Linked DNA regions of Mus musculus: all the other regions are linked to region 1. A link is a contact called in public promoter capture Hi-C data. All regions are on one chromosome and are shown on one strand. The core of a region is the stretch at or near the end of the contact, and the rest is flanking DNA. Distances in the headings are between cores, read along the strand shown. Region 1 holds the start of Nat8f4 (N-acetyltransferase 8 (GCN5-related) family member 4). Region 2 holds the start of 4933423K11Rik (a long non-coding RNA gene). Region 3 holds the start of C87436 (expressed sequence C87436).

The links. Promoter capture Hi-C pulls out the DNA fragments that hold promoters and counts their contacts.
Region 2: a contact with region 1 is called in a promoter capture Hi-C map of pre-B cells, with 6 times the contacts expected there. The contact joins the promoter of 4933423K11Rik here to the promoter of Nat8f4 in region 1. A contact is called at or near these places in 4 of 39 promoter capture datasets (the HPC-7 cell line, cranial neural crest, erythroid cells and 1 more), 1 of 115 datasets of contacts at active chromatin or transcription factors (pancreatic cancer cells) and 1 of 9 other capture datasets (embryonic stem cells).
Region 3: a contact with region 1 is called in a promoter capture Hi-C map of liver, with 3 times the contacts expected there. The contact joins the promoter of C87436 here to the promoter of Nat8f4 in region 1. A contact is called at or near these places in 1 of 39 promoter capture datasets (liver), 3 of 115 datasets of contacts at active chromatin or transcription factors (double positive thymocytes, effector CD8 T cells and memory CD8 T cells) and 2 of 9 other capture datasets (adipose tissue and liver).

Annotation. Positions count from the first base shown.
Region 1 is chr6:85,902,668-85,906,584 of GRCm38.p6, forward strand. It overlaps Nat8f4 (N-acetyltransferase 8 (GCN5-related) family member 4), which reads right to left and starts at 2,271. Exons shown (of 4, transcript NM_029331.3): 1 at 2,045-2,271.
Region 2 is chr6:85,373,131-85,377,047 of GRCm38.p6, forward strand. 4933423K11Rik (a long non-coding RNA gene) reads left to right here and starts at 1,724. Exons shown (of 4, transcript XR_869208.2): 1 at 1,724-2,092. It overlaps Rab11fip5 (RAB11 family interacting protein 5 (class I)), which reads right to left and starts at 1,504. Exons shown (of 6, transcript NM_001003955.2): 1 at 968-1,504. The coding sequence starts at 1,398.
Region 3 is chr6:86,436,453-86,440,369 of GRCm38.p6, forward strand. C87436 (expressed sequence C87436) reads left to right here and starts at 2,222. Exons shown (of 10, transcript NM_001364557.1): 1 at 2,222-2,395.

The DNA of each region.
Region 1 (3,917 bases), core at 1,021-3,520:
TGAGGGCAAGCAAGTTCTAAGGAGAAAGAAGGAAGGCAGCCTTGGTGGGGTCCTATATTGAAGCAGATGCTCAGGAGTTTGGGGGGCTTAAAGGATAGCCTTTAGAACTTTATAAAAATCAATAATAAAAACCAGAGGATGTGGGAAAGAGGATAAAGGCAGTGAGGGTTTCAGGGGAGGACTTAGGATGAAGGCTCTAGGAGAGCTTCCTTAGCCTCTCGCCATCAGTCAGGGAGCTCTCAGGTCAAGGAGAGAAACAGAGATTCCCTGAGCAGGACTAAGGAGCAGCTTGAAGAGAATATGTCACAGTTTTGGAGGAAAGACACCCTACATAGAGGGGGGAAACATTAGGATGGGGGAGGAATGGGGGAGGGAGAGGAGAGGGAACAACTTATATAGTGCATGTAGCACGGACCCTTATAAGGAACAGATAGATATTGTTTTAATTAGTGGGATGCATGTACTGTGTGTGTGTTTATATGACTTGATACATATGTGAGAATCAATCAGGAGAGAGAGAAAGATGGCAGAGACCTCTCCAAAGGCAGGAGAGCTAGAGAAGGCCCAGGTACAGGGGCCCCAGATGGCTCACAAAGCAGCTAGACAAGGAGAACAACCTTGCTTGAAAGAAACCAAGCTACCTGAGGTCAGGCTCTGAAGTGAGTCTGGCAGAAACAAAAGGCATGACTTATGGTTAATTCACTCAGGGGTGTGATTTGCCACCATCTTGCATTCCATGATCTGTCAGCATCTCATGGTTTGTATGGTCTGAAGGAGAGCCTTGTCTGAGTTGACAAAGGAATCAGTTGGGTTGGCAGAGAACCAAGAGACACAAAGTTCACTGAGACCAGAGTGAAGACATTAAGACCTCTGAGCCTCCAACCATGTGGACATACATTTTGGAGCTAAATTGACAGTAGATTTAACAGGATTCAGGTGGGGCTGAACACCATGAGCACATGACTATAAAAGAATAACTAAGACCCTACTGGGGCAAGGCCATGCTTAGGAAACTCATGGCTTGTCTGTCCATGCTGCCTTCAGTTTTCTTTCATATGGTAAACCAGAAGCTGGAACCCAGGTCCTGGTGAAAGCTGCTGTTACCGACTGAAGGCAAAATGCTCCCTATAAGTTTATACATTTAAATATTGGTCTCCAAATGGTGTCACTGTTTTGGTAGGTTGTAGACTCTTTGAGGCCTAGGTAGCATTAAGTGGGACTACAGGAGTAGGCTACATGGTTATAGTCTACTCAGATGGGGACCTGAGTTCTGTTCCCAGCTTTACCCAGCAGCAAGGGCACATTCCTGCCAAAGCCAGAAGCTACTCCTGCTATGTCACAGACCCACCTACCCACCCATCCCCCAATACCCTAGCTTAGTCAATCCTCAGGGAAAAAGCCTATTTGTGGTCTCTTGTGCTACTGGAATTGAGTCTCTGCTGCAGAATAAGGATAAGAACCTGCAGTGGCAGGTCCTTGTTGCTTCTCACACATTCTGTCCTTGGTGGCCTCCTTAAGAGCAGTGCCTTGATCTTAAGCCATTCACTGCCTCCACAATGCCAAAAACAGGAGGTTTCACCTCGGTTTAACATAGTGTCCGGGAAAACTCAGTGTCCTGAGGAACGCCCCTCTTGGTTGAGGGTGTTAATGTGGCCCCAGTCTTCCAAGCACTCCTGGAGCTCCTTCAATCAAAAACACTCACTCACCTCCCCAAGTGGATGCCTCCCTAATTCCTCCTGAGAGCCCACTTGATAAGAGTCCAGAATGTTCTTGCAAAGGGCAGTGAATCTTCCCGTGGTGGTACTCTGTCTCCACCCCAGGGAGAACCTGAGGGTTTCTAAGGAGAGCCAGGAGGCTGGCTAAGAACAAAGGCACGACTCAAAACACCATTTCAATTTCCACCTTTTCCTGAAAAGCACCTGTTTTCCTCTCTGTCAGCAACTCAGGCTCTGTGCTGAGGAAGACTCATCGGAAGAAGGTGAGGGCGACACCCACCAGCATCTGAAAGACTTCCTGAGCAGCTCAGCAGCTCAGCAGCTCTCACCTTGGGCGGGAACTGTGTCTTCCGGAAGTGGCGGACTTGTTTCCGTGGGGAAGATCTTTCTGGGACGACCGAGACTAAAGGTGAGCTCCGCTCTCAGGAACTGACCCAGCGAGTGCTTCTCCTGCCTTGCGGACACTTTTCTCCTGAGATGGTGAGCAGACTCCTGGCCCAAGTTCACTGCGCCCCCTCCAAGGCCAAGTGTGAGAGCAGGTGTAAGAAAGGGGTGCGCGCCTCAGCGCTGCTCTGGACGCGCGGCGCCCCCTGGCGGCAGGATCCGAGGCTGAGGCAGGATCAGAGAGCAGAGGCCACTGAAGATCTTGTGCTTGTAGGAGTGTGTCTCTACTGGTCTCTAAGGCTTCATGCTCAGTAGGTACTCAGACTTTGCCTTCAATCACGATGTTTCTAATTAAAAAAAAAAACACTCATTTCACTACTTTAATAATCTTGTGTATACAACATACCTCGAGGTCATGAAACTACAGTCCATAAAGAGTCAGAGAAAAGTAAAACAACTAGATCAGTGTTACTCACCCACAGAGACCTGTGTGCAGAGCACATTTTCATTTGTGAGGATGCTTCAGGCTCTGAATAATTCTTATGATGTTTGACCCATGGCCAATTTGGTGGCCACCATCAGATTTCCCACGACAAACTGAAAAATGACGATGAGAACTACATGGAAAATATGTTCAACCACTTGAAAGGAAAGCTTGTATCTGAGAGAAAGGAAGCCCATGACTGAGGAAGAAGGCGGTCCAGAGATGTCTCAGACAGAGAAAACACTAGTTCCTTGTATTTTTTAGCTACTAGTGGTTTTGAAAGATATCTTAGCAAATGTCACTTCAATTCTGATATCATTGAAGAGGGTGGAAACAAATGTTACCTAACATCTCAAACGGAAAGTCATCAGGTTTGTCTAAACATTCTTCCTGACATAACAAGTACCTAAGCAATCAACACCGTTAGGGGCTGGGAAGACGAGGCAAGGAGTAATGCTCTTGCTGGACTCGCATGAGCACTGGGATGGTGAGAACCCCACACCCAGACTCTACTTGAAAATGCTGGGAGGGGTGGCAAGGGAGCCATAATCTACATGTTCAAGTCAGAGGAGGACTGTTAAGAGCTAGTTCTTGGGCTGGGCGGTGGTGGCACACACTCAGCAGGTGGGAGGCAGAGGCAGATGGATTTCTGAGTTCGAGGCCAGCCTGGTGTACAAAGTGTGTTCCAGTACAGCCAGGACTACACAGAGAAACCCTGTCTCTAAAAAACAAAACAAAACAAAACAAAACCTTCCACTGTGTGATCCTGGTGCTTTACTTGGCGTCCCTACCATGGAAAGAGTGGGATAAAGAGGTGGCAGGAACTCCTCAGTCAGTGTTGGTGTGAGGCTGCTACTGTCTGCACTACTAATGCCAGTGTCCAAGTTAGCCAGCTCCACAACACCTCTAATGCCCCACCACACTGTGAATGCCAGTGCAGGGATGAGCTGCCCCGAAGCAACCCTGTAAGCAATGCCAGTTACTAAACACATCCTCCACTTTGGCCTGTGTGCTGCTGGTACAGTTTATTAATGTGTGTCTGGAAGATGATTGGTGAAGCTCTTATTTTCTCCTTGAGGTGTGTTTGATCCCTGTGAGCCTCAGATCAAGAAAACAAATAAAGTGTTTCCATTTCCCAGGAAGGAAGTTAACAGAAGTTCTCATGACTCTCAAAGGGCAGTTTGAGCCCATGTAAGAACAATGGTCTCTACAGTAACCAGTGAAGTCCAGAGCCTGTGTTATGCTTTGGAAAAACTTCTCATTTCTACCTAGAATGTGCTGTGAGGAAAGGGGATGTAGGAGCTAGGGATAGGCTCAGTCAGAAAAGCGCTTGC
Region 2 (3,917 bases), core at 474-2,973, 530 kb before region 1:
TGTGTAGCCTGGCTGGCCTGGAATACAGAAATACACACAGCTCTGTCTCTCAAATGATGGCGTTAAAGGTGTGTGCCACCACAGCAAAGACAAATCTTAGGTTTTGATCTTAACCCTACAAAGGACACACTCTGACAAAATAAATGTTTAACCTCCTACCCTTCCCAGGCTTTGGTGTCTCTGGCCTTTGAACCCAGCATTGGGGAGGCAGAGACAGTAGAATCTCTGAGTTCAAAGGCAGCCAGGTCTACATAGCATGTTCCAGGACAGACAGCGCTACGTAGAAAGACCCTGTCTCGAAACAAAACAAAACAATAAGAACTTTTCCTATCCTTTCTAGAGAAAATAATCCGGAGAACTGAGGGCATTATAACCACTGTCCCACTGACCCAAGCTGATTCAAATGTACCCTTCTTTACTCCGAGGTGGGCCAATGCTCTCAGTCCTGGTACCCTAAGACAGAGTCACAGAGTACGTCTATACGGTGAGGTGTATCCCTGAACGTTCAAAGGCCAAGTGTCCTGTGTAACCCCTGGGAAGGCTGGGGTGTCTCCCTTCAATCTTGCCTTGGAAGATAACACCTCACCTTCCTGCTTCTACAAGGTGAGACTTCCTCTCCACTACCTACAGGCTAGTCACCTCTTTGAGGAAAAGAAGGCAGACCCTGAAGTCTTTAAATTTCCCTTCTTGAATTCCCACAGCCTCAGAATCCCATTCCGAACTTTCCTTGGCCATGTACTGCCAACGCTTGGTCACTACACCAACTCCATCAGGCCTTCCAGGCCCACCAGGCTGCTGGGGAGACAGTCAGGGGGAATTGGGGAGGGCAGAAGGCTGAATGAGAAGTAACAAACAGTATACGGGTTTGTGTCCTTGAGTGGGAGGACCGGGTCCAGACGTCCCAACCAGCCCCGCCCGGTTAGGCCTTCAACCGTTTTTGTCCCTGCTCCCAGCGCCCCAGACTCACTGCGTGTGCTGGGCGCGGCCTGCGCGGAAGACCTCGTCCAGAGCTACGGTTGCCCGGCCCAGAAACTTGTCCACGCCGATGAGTGAGCGATGCATGGTGGTGAGCACGAGCTCGCAGGCGGCGTTGGGGCCGGAGGCCCAGGGCGCAGGGCCCGCATCTGCCTCCTGTGCCCGCAGCAGGCCGTCCAGGGCTCCAGGCGGTAGCTCGAACGAACACTCTTCGCACCATTCCGGGCAGCCTTGCGTCTTCTCCACTACCGAGGTGCTGTACTTCTCTCGGCCCACCTGGATCACCGTGTACGCGTCGCTGGTGCTGCCGGCGCCCGAGCTCTTGCCCCTCAACCCGCTGGCCCGCAGCACGGTCACCTGGACATGCGTGGGCAGCCAGCGGGAGGATCCGGCCGCCGGCTCAGGGTCCCGCACCAGAGCCATGGCGGACCCTGGGACAGAGTGACAGACGTGGCAGCCGCGGGATGCTGTCAGGAGCCGGCTCCCCCGCGCCGCCTGCAGCGCACCGACCGCCGCAGCTGCGGGCTGGCCTGGGCCAAGCGGGCCGCCGCCTCCCCGCCGCCCCGCCTCCCGGGCGGCCGGCCGCCCCGCGACGTCACGCCCCGCCTAGGCCCAGGCCAGGCCCCGCCCCCAGTTCCACCAGCATATAGCTGCCTAAGAGCTAAAGAAACCCAGAGAGGGGCGCGGCCTCTGCAAAGATGTGGGCGGGGCTTTCTCACTGGCCCAGCCCCTCTGGGGGAACCTCAAGCTCCCGCTGCTCTTCTAAAAGGTGACCGGTGCAGAAGGGCGCGGCCTCTGCGTGTGTTGGGGGAGAGGATTGAGATCTGGCCATGCCTTAATCACGACCGGATTCGCTTGTGCACAGTGCGGAACTGCAAAGGAAGAAATGGAGGGGGCTAGGGACGAAGGCCGCTTGCAGCCTCTGCAGAGAGGTGGGCGTGGTTACCACCATGGCCCCGCCCCGTTTAGGCAGCGACTCCAAGCTAGAGAGCCGAACCTCTCTGCATAACTATCCACCGCGCTCTACCTGGACAGTGTCAGGGTTTTCTGCAAGCTCCTGTACTCCTGAAAGCCCTCGCTGCTTCGAAGATCCATTCTGCTCGGCGTGGATTTGAGGGTAGATAAGATGCCTACTCTAGAGACCCCCTAAATCGCACATGCGCTCCCATTTTCAACTCTCTACATATATGTGATGACCTAGAGCCGCCGCTGGGAAATCACTGGAGTGGGACTTAAAACAATCTTTTTCTGCTTTGATTTTTCCCCCACTCCCTTTTTTTTTTTTTTTTTTTTTTTTGGAAACGGAGTCTCTTCTGGCTCTCCTGGAACCTGCTATGTAGATTACGGCTCGAATTGTTAAATTCCTGCCTCCACTGAGTGCTGGGATTAAAGGCGTGCCCACTGGTTTTAAAACTTTTGTGTGGCCAGGTGTAGTAGTGCTCACCTTTAATCCCAGCACTTCCACTTGGGAGGCAGAGGAGGAAAGATCTTTTTGAGTTTGAGACCAGCCTGGTCTACATAGTGAGTTCCAGGCTAGCTAAAACATTAGCCTTATATACAAACAAGGCAAACAGGGCCTTGTTGGTAGTAGACAAGCATTCTACCACAGGACTAATCTTCCACCTCTAAATCCATTCATACTTGCCTACTGTGTGTTGTGTTCTGAGAACTGCCAGCACACTTGTTTCATTATTAAGATAATGGTTAATAATTATGGATGCTGAATTTCAGCAAGAGTCGGCCAACAACTGACTCATGAGCTTTCTGTGCATGACCTCACTCATTCTTCAGAGCCACCCTATATGTGAATTTGGTTTCCCAGAAGGCAGAATTATAGGTTAGATAAATTTACCTAAGATGCATAACAAAGAAGCTGTTGTAGCACAGCCTATAATCCCAGGACTCTGAAGGCAAATTCAAGGCCAGCCTGGGCTACATGGTGAGCCTTTACTTTTTTCTGTTAACTTTCAGAGCCTACCCTTAAATTAGATTTTTTTTTTCAATTTTCAAGACAGAGCCTCTCTGTGTAACCTTGGATGTTGTGGAACTCTCTTTGTAAATCAGGCTGGCCTTGAACTCACAGAGATCCACCTGCCTCTGCCTCCCAAGGGTTGGGATTAAAGCCATGCATCACCACTGCCTGGCTTAGAATATTTTTTAATAATGTATGCATATATACTCAGGACAAAAACAAAACAGTAGGCAACAAGGTGTCTTCATTGCCACTAAACCTGACAACTTGAGTTCGATCCTCCTCAGGACTCACGTGATAGGAGAGAGCTAATTCCAGCAAGTTGTTCTCAGACCTCCACAAGTACACCGTAGCACACTCTCTCACACCAAATATAATAATAAAACTTTAAAAACATCGGAAGGGGAGAAGAAAGAGAATTCAAAAGTCCTCCCTTCCTAGATCCTGGGGTATATCTTTTACTTTATTCTGTCTGTCTTTCTGTCTGTCTGTCTCTGCGGGGGGCAGAAGGTGTCAGAGAACAATCCTTGGGCCTCAGTTCTCACTGGATCACCTGAGGTCATTAGGCTCTGTGGCAGCTACCTGCTCTACCTACTGAGCTTTCCTATCTGATTATACTTACTTTAAATTTTCTATTTGAGACGGGGTCTAACCGTGTAACACTGGCTGGCCTCAAACTCACAAGAAGCATCGTCCTCCCTCTGCCTCCCAAGTGCTGCTATTAAAGGTATTCTCCACTATTCCAGGCCCTTTAGTAACTTAATTTTGAGATAGGGTCTTTGTAGCACAGGCTGGCCTTGAAATCACCATAAATTGGCTTTGAACTCCCGAGCCCTCCTAACTTTCCCTTCAGAGTTCTGGGACTCCAGATCAGCACCACCACGCCTATCTTCAATTCTTATTTTTGTTTCCTGCCAGCAACTCCAGTTGTATTCCAGAGAGAAGCCCCAGGGTCTCACTCTGGCTCGAT
Region 3 (3,917 bases), core at 972-3,471, 530 kb after region 1:
TTACAGTGTCTGTCAAGTCATAGTTTAGGTTTATCCTAGAATCCCATCTCCATTCTTCTGCAAACCCTTCAGTGCCACACTGACTTGTTTCTAAATGAACAATTATTAGGGTGGAGACAGATCAAAGGTTGATATTGGGGCTGGAGTGGTAGCTCAGCTGTTAAAGAACTTGCTTCCAAGCACCCAAGTGGTAGCTCACAACCATCTGTAATTCCAGTTCCAGAGGATCAGATGTACTCTCTGTCCTCCACCAGCACCAGGTATGTACATGCAGGCATAATACCTATATGCAGTTTTGAAAATTGTTCAATTTTTAAGGGAAATGACAAAAGATTAAACTAATACAGGTTGGAACAAAGTAAACACTGGCTACTACTAGTAGGTTGACAGGAGTCAAAGAAGTCCAGTGTGCAGAAAGCAACTACTATGTGTAGTCAGAGCAGGGAGAGAAGGAAAAAGGGTAAGGAAAACAAACTTGAAATCACAGCTGAACTCCTGATCCTTAGAAGGAGCCAGGTCCTAGAGGAACAGGAATATGCAGGCCTGTGAGGAAACACTTGAGGAGGAGGTCCACTAACTAGCGGGCAGCTGGCGTTGCCTGATACCACTGGGACATACAATGCAATGAATGGCTTAACTTAATATCCTGTTTTTTGTTGTTGTTGTTTTTTGTTTTTATTCGAGACAGGGTTTCTCTGTATAGTCCTGGCTGTCCTGGAACTCACTTTGTAGACCAGGCTGGCCTTGAACTCAGAAATCCGCCTGCCTCTGCCTCCCAAGTGCTGTGATTAAAGGCGTGTGCCACCACGGCCCGGCTTTTTGTTTTGTTTTGTTTGTTTTTATCTGCTTTTTTTGTTTTGTTTTGTTTTTTGTTTTTTTTTAAATGTCAGTTGAAAATTGCAGCCTGGGAGAGCTTGGTGTGAGGACACCCAAGTTGGCTGGTTCTGAAGACAGGGAGGTGAGGATCACAAGGTCTTTCATGAACCACTGCACACTTAATGAGAAAGGAGAGAAACAGCATCCAGAAAGATGTTGTCTGCATGTCTCTCTATTGGAGGGCTTGACATTGAACTATAGAACAAAGGAGAAACACTTCCCAATGCCAGGCAAAGAAATGAGGGTTGATGCTCTCTGGTCACCACTTGAGGCAGTTGCTAGGAACTAACTAGCCATGTGATCCAGGTATAAATATGAATGCTTTTGAACTTAACAGCAAATAAAAATTGTGGCGAGAGGAAACATCTCTTTTTTTAGTTCCTTCAGTTTCTGAAACAATATTAGAAAAATCTGATCCCAGAAAAGGGCCACTGTAACGGAGAAAAGTAAAATTTGGCTAGAGCAAAGCAATTGTGCCTACAGCGCACCACCAGTAGGTGTCCAAGCTATGGGAACACACCGGCCTCACCTAAGGCACCATAGCTTTCCGAGTGTTTCTGAAGTGCGGTGGTGGCACATGTCTTTAATCCCAACACATTGGAGGGAAGAGGCCCGCGGATCTATGTTCGAGACCAGCCTGATCTACAGAAAGAGTTCCAGGAAACACAATATTGGTGCCGGGGATTTACGATTCTGAAGAACAAATATACATAAAGTCTATTTCGGCTCTTTCCAAGGGGGGAGTCGTTCAATAATGTGTAAGAGCGAAGCGAGAGAAAACCATACAAGCTCAGGCGAGCTCTGCTTCCGATTCCAGTAAAACTGTTTTCAGCACAGAATTGTTCAGGTTCGATGTACTAGGGACCACCGGGAAGCCCTTGCTGGTGTGTTCTGTACGTTTAGGTAAAGCCACAAAGTGTCAGCACCCTGAGCCTTCTCTGTAGTTTTCCAAAAGAGAGCACTCCCCTGAAATACTACAAATCCCATGGTGCCACTTCAGCGGAGGTGAGCGGGCCCTTGGCGCACGTGGGCTGATCTGACCAATAACGACCGTCGTTACAAGCAAACAGTTTGGACGTGTTTGTAAAAGTCCGTTTGTAAAAGGAGAAGAGACGCGGCGAGGGTCGTCACCAACGAGATTCCTAGAGTTGCGAGGCAGGTAAGGGGGCAAAGTGGGAGAGGCCAAGCACCGGCGGAGCACGGCTTAGGGTGGGAACAGAGGCGGAAAAAGTGTTCGGGGAACTGCGTGTCGGACTGCTGACATTTTTGCTGGGCCCTCAGTTTGACGCCGCCGGAAGTGGGCGTTTTGCGCAGGATGCCGGGAAGCGGGTCGCATGGGAAGTGCGTTTTCCAGCCGGCCGTTCCCGGAAGCTGAGCTTAGGCGCGCTCCCCTAAACAACACCGAGGAATTGTGGCCCGGACTCTGTTATTTGACAGTGACCGGGCTGATTCTACAATCAGTAAAGGTCTGCGAGCTGTGACGTCTCGATCCAACCAGACAGTTTTATTCCTAAAATGGGTAAATAGCGCCTCCACAGGATCCCTTGTGTGAATGCATGCACTCGAATACTTCTTTCTTACTTGGGGCGGTGTTCACGTGCCCAAAACAGCGTCCCCACACCGACCAGCTCAGCGGCCGCATGGGACAGGGGGCAGCCTACCGCGCCTCGGGTTCCCTCAGCCAGCGCCAGGCGCTGCTCACCCTCTTGCTGAGAAGAGACAATCATCGGGAGACCCTTCAGGTTTCCAGCGGAGCTCCTTCACAAGTCGCGTTCCTTGTGTATCCTTTTTTAAGACAGAGTCTGCAAGCCGGGCGTGGTGGCGCAGCCTGTCATCCCAGCACTCGGGAGGCGAAGGCAAGAAGATCTCAAATTCCAGGACAGCTAGGCTACATAACAGACCTTGTCTCAAAAAGAAAAGAACAAACTGGGTATGGTGACGAGCTCCTTTAATACCAGAACTCTACAGGCAGAGACTGGCGAGTCTCTGAGTTCGAGGCTTCCCCGGTCCATCCCAGGACAGCCAGAGCGATACAAAGAAATCCTGCCCCCTACCTCCCGCCCCACCACACCCCAAAAAAGGAAAATAAGAAAAAAACTCTGTAATAATTCGTAGTGATACATGTTTTCAAATTCGAATAGTAAAAAAAATGAGATTAAACCTCCATTTCTCGGGTCTCAAATTACTGCTGAGGAAATAGACAACTATGCTGTGTCCTTAAAGTCTTTTCTAAAAAAAGATTTTTGTGTATGCATGTGTGTATATCCAGTGTGTCAAAGGAGTTGGACTTCCCAGAATTAAGAGTTTTAGGCAGATGAGCCCTGATGTTACTGCTTGGAACCAAACTTGGGCCCTCTAAAAGAGCAATACACACTTTTAACCACTAGCCATCTCTGCAGCCCCATTTTCCCCTTTCCTTTCCTTTCAAAACCAAGCATAGCATACACAAAGCACTAAGCTTTGTTACTGGTATACAGATCTCAACTGTTTTTAATGGCTTTACAGTCGCATCTTACTCAGCACACTGTACTTAGTTCTTTAATGGAAGTCCTTTTCCTATTCTGCAGGTACAAAATCTCATAGAGGGATATCTGTGATTTGGATGCCAGCCTGGTCCACATATTGAGTACAGCCAGGTGTACATAGTAAGACCCTATCTTCAAAAAAGAGGTGGGAGCTGGAAAGACCACCCAGTAGTTAAGAATACATACTGCTCTTGCAGAGGATCTGAGTTGAGTCCCCGGCACCCATGTCTAGTAGCTCACAAGCACCTGTAACTACAGTTCCAGACATATGCAGTGCAGCCTGTTGGCTATGGCTGCCTGTACTCATATGCACATAGCCTGACACAGGAAATAGGTTTCAGCCCCTTTGGAAACAGTTTTTCAGGTTCCGAAAATGTTAAGTGTACAAAGGAAATAGCTATGTTTACTATGATATTTACATTTATTGAAATATATGGCTCAACACTGTGGTCCATACATGTAGCCCTATCACTTAGGAGGCTGAGATAAAAGGATTATCTAGAGTTTAAGGCCCGC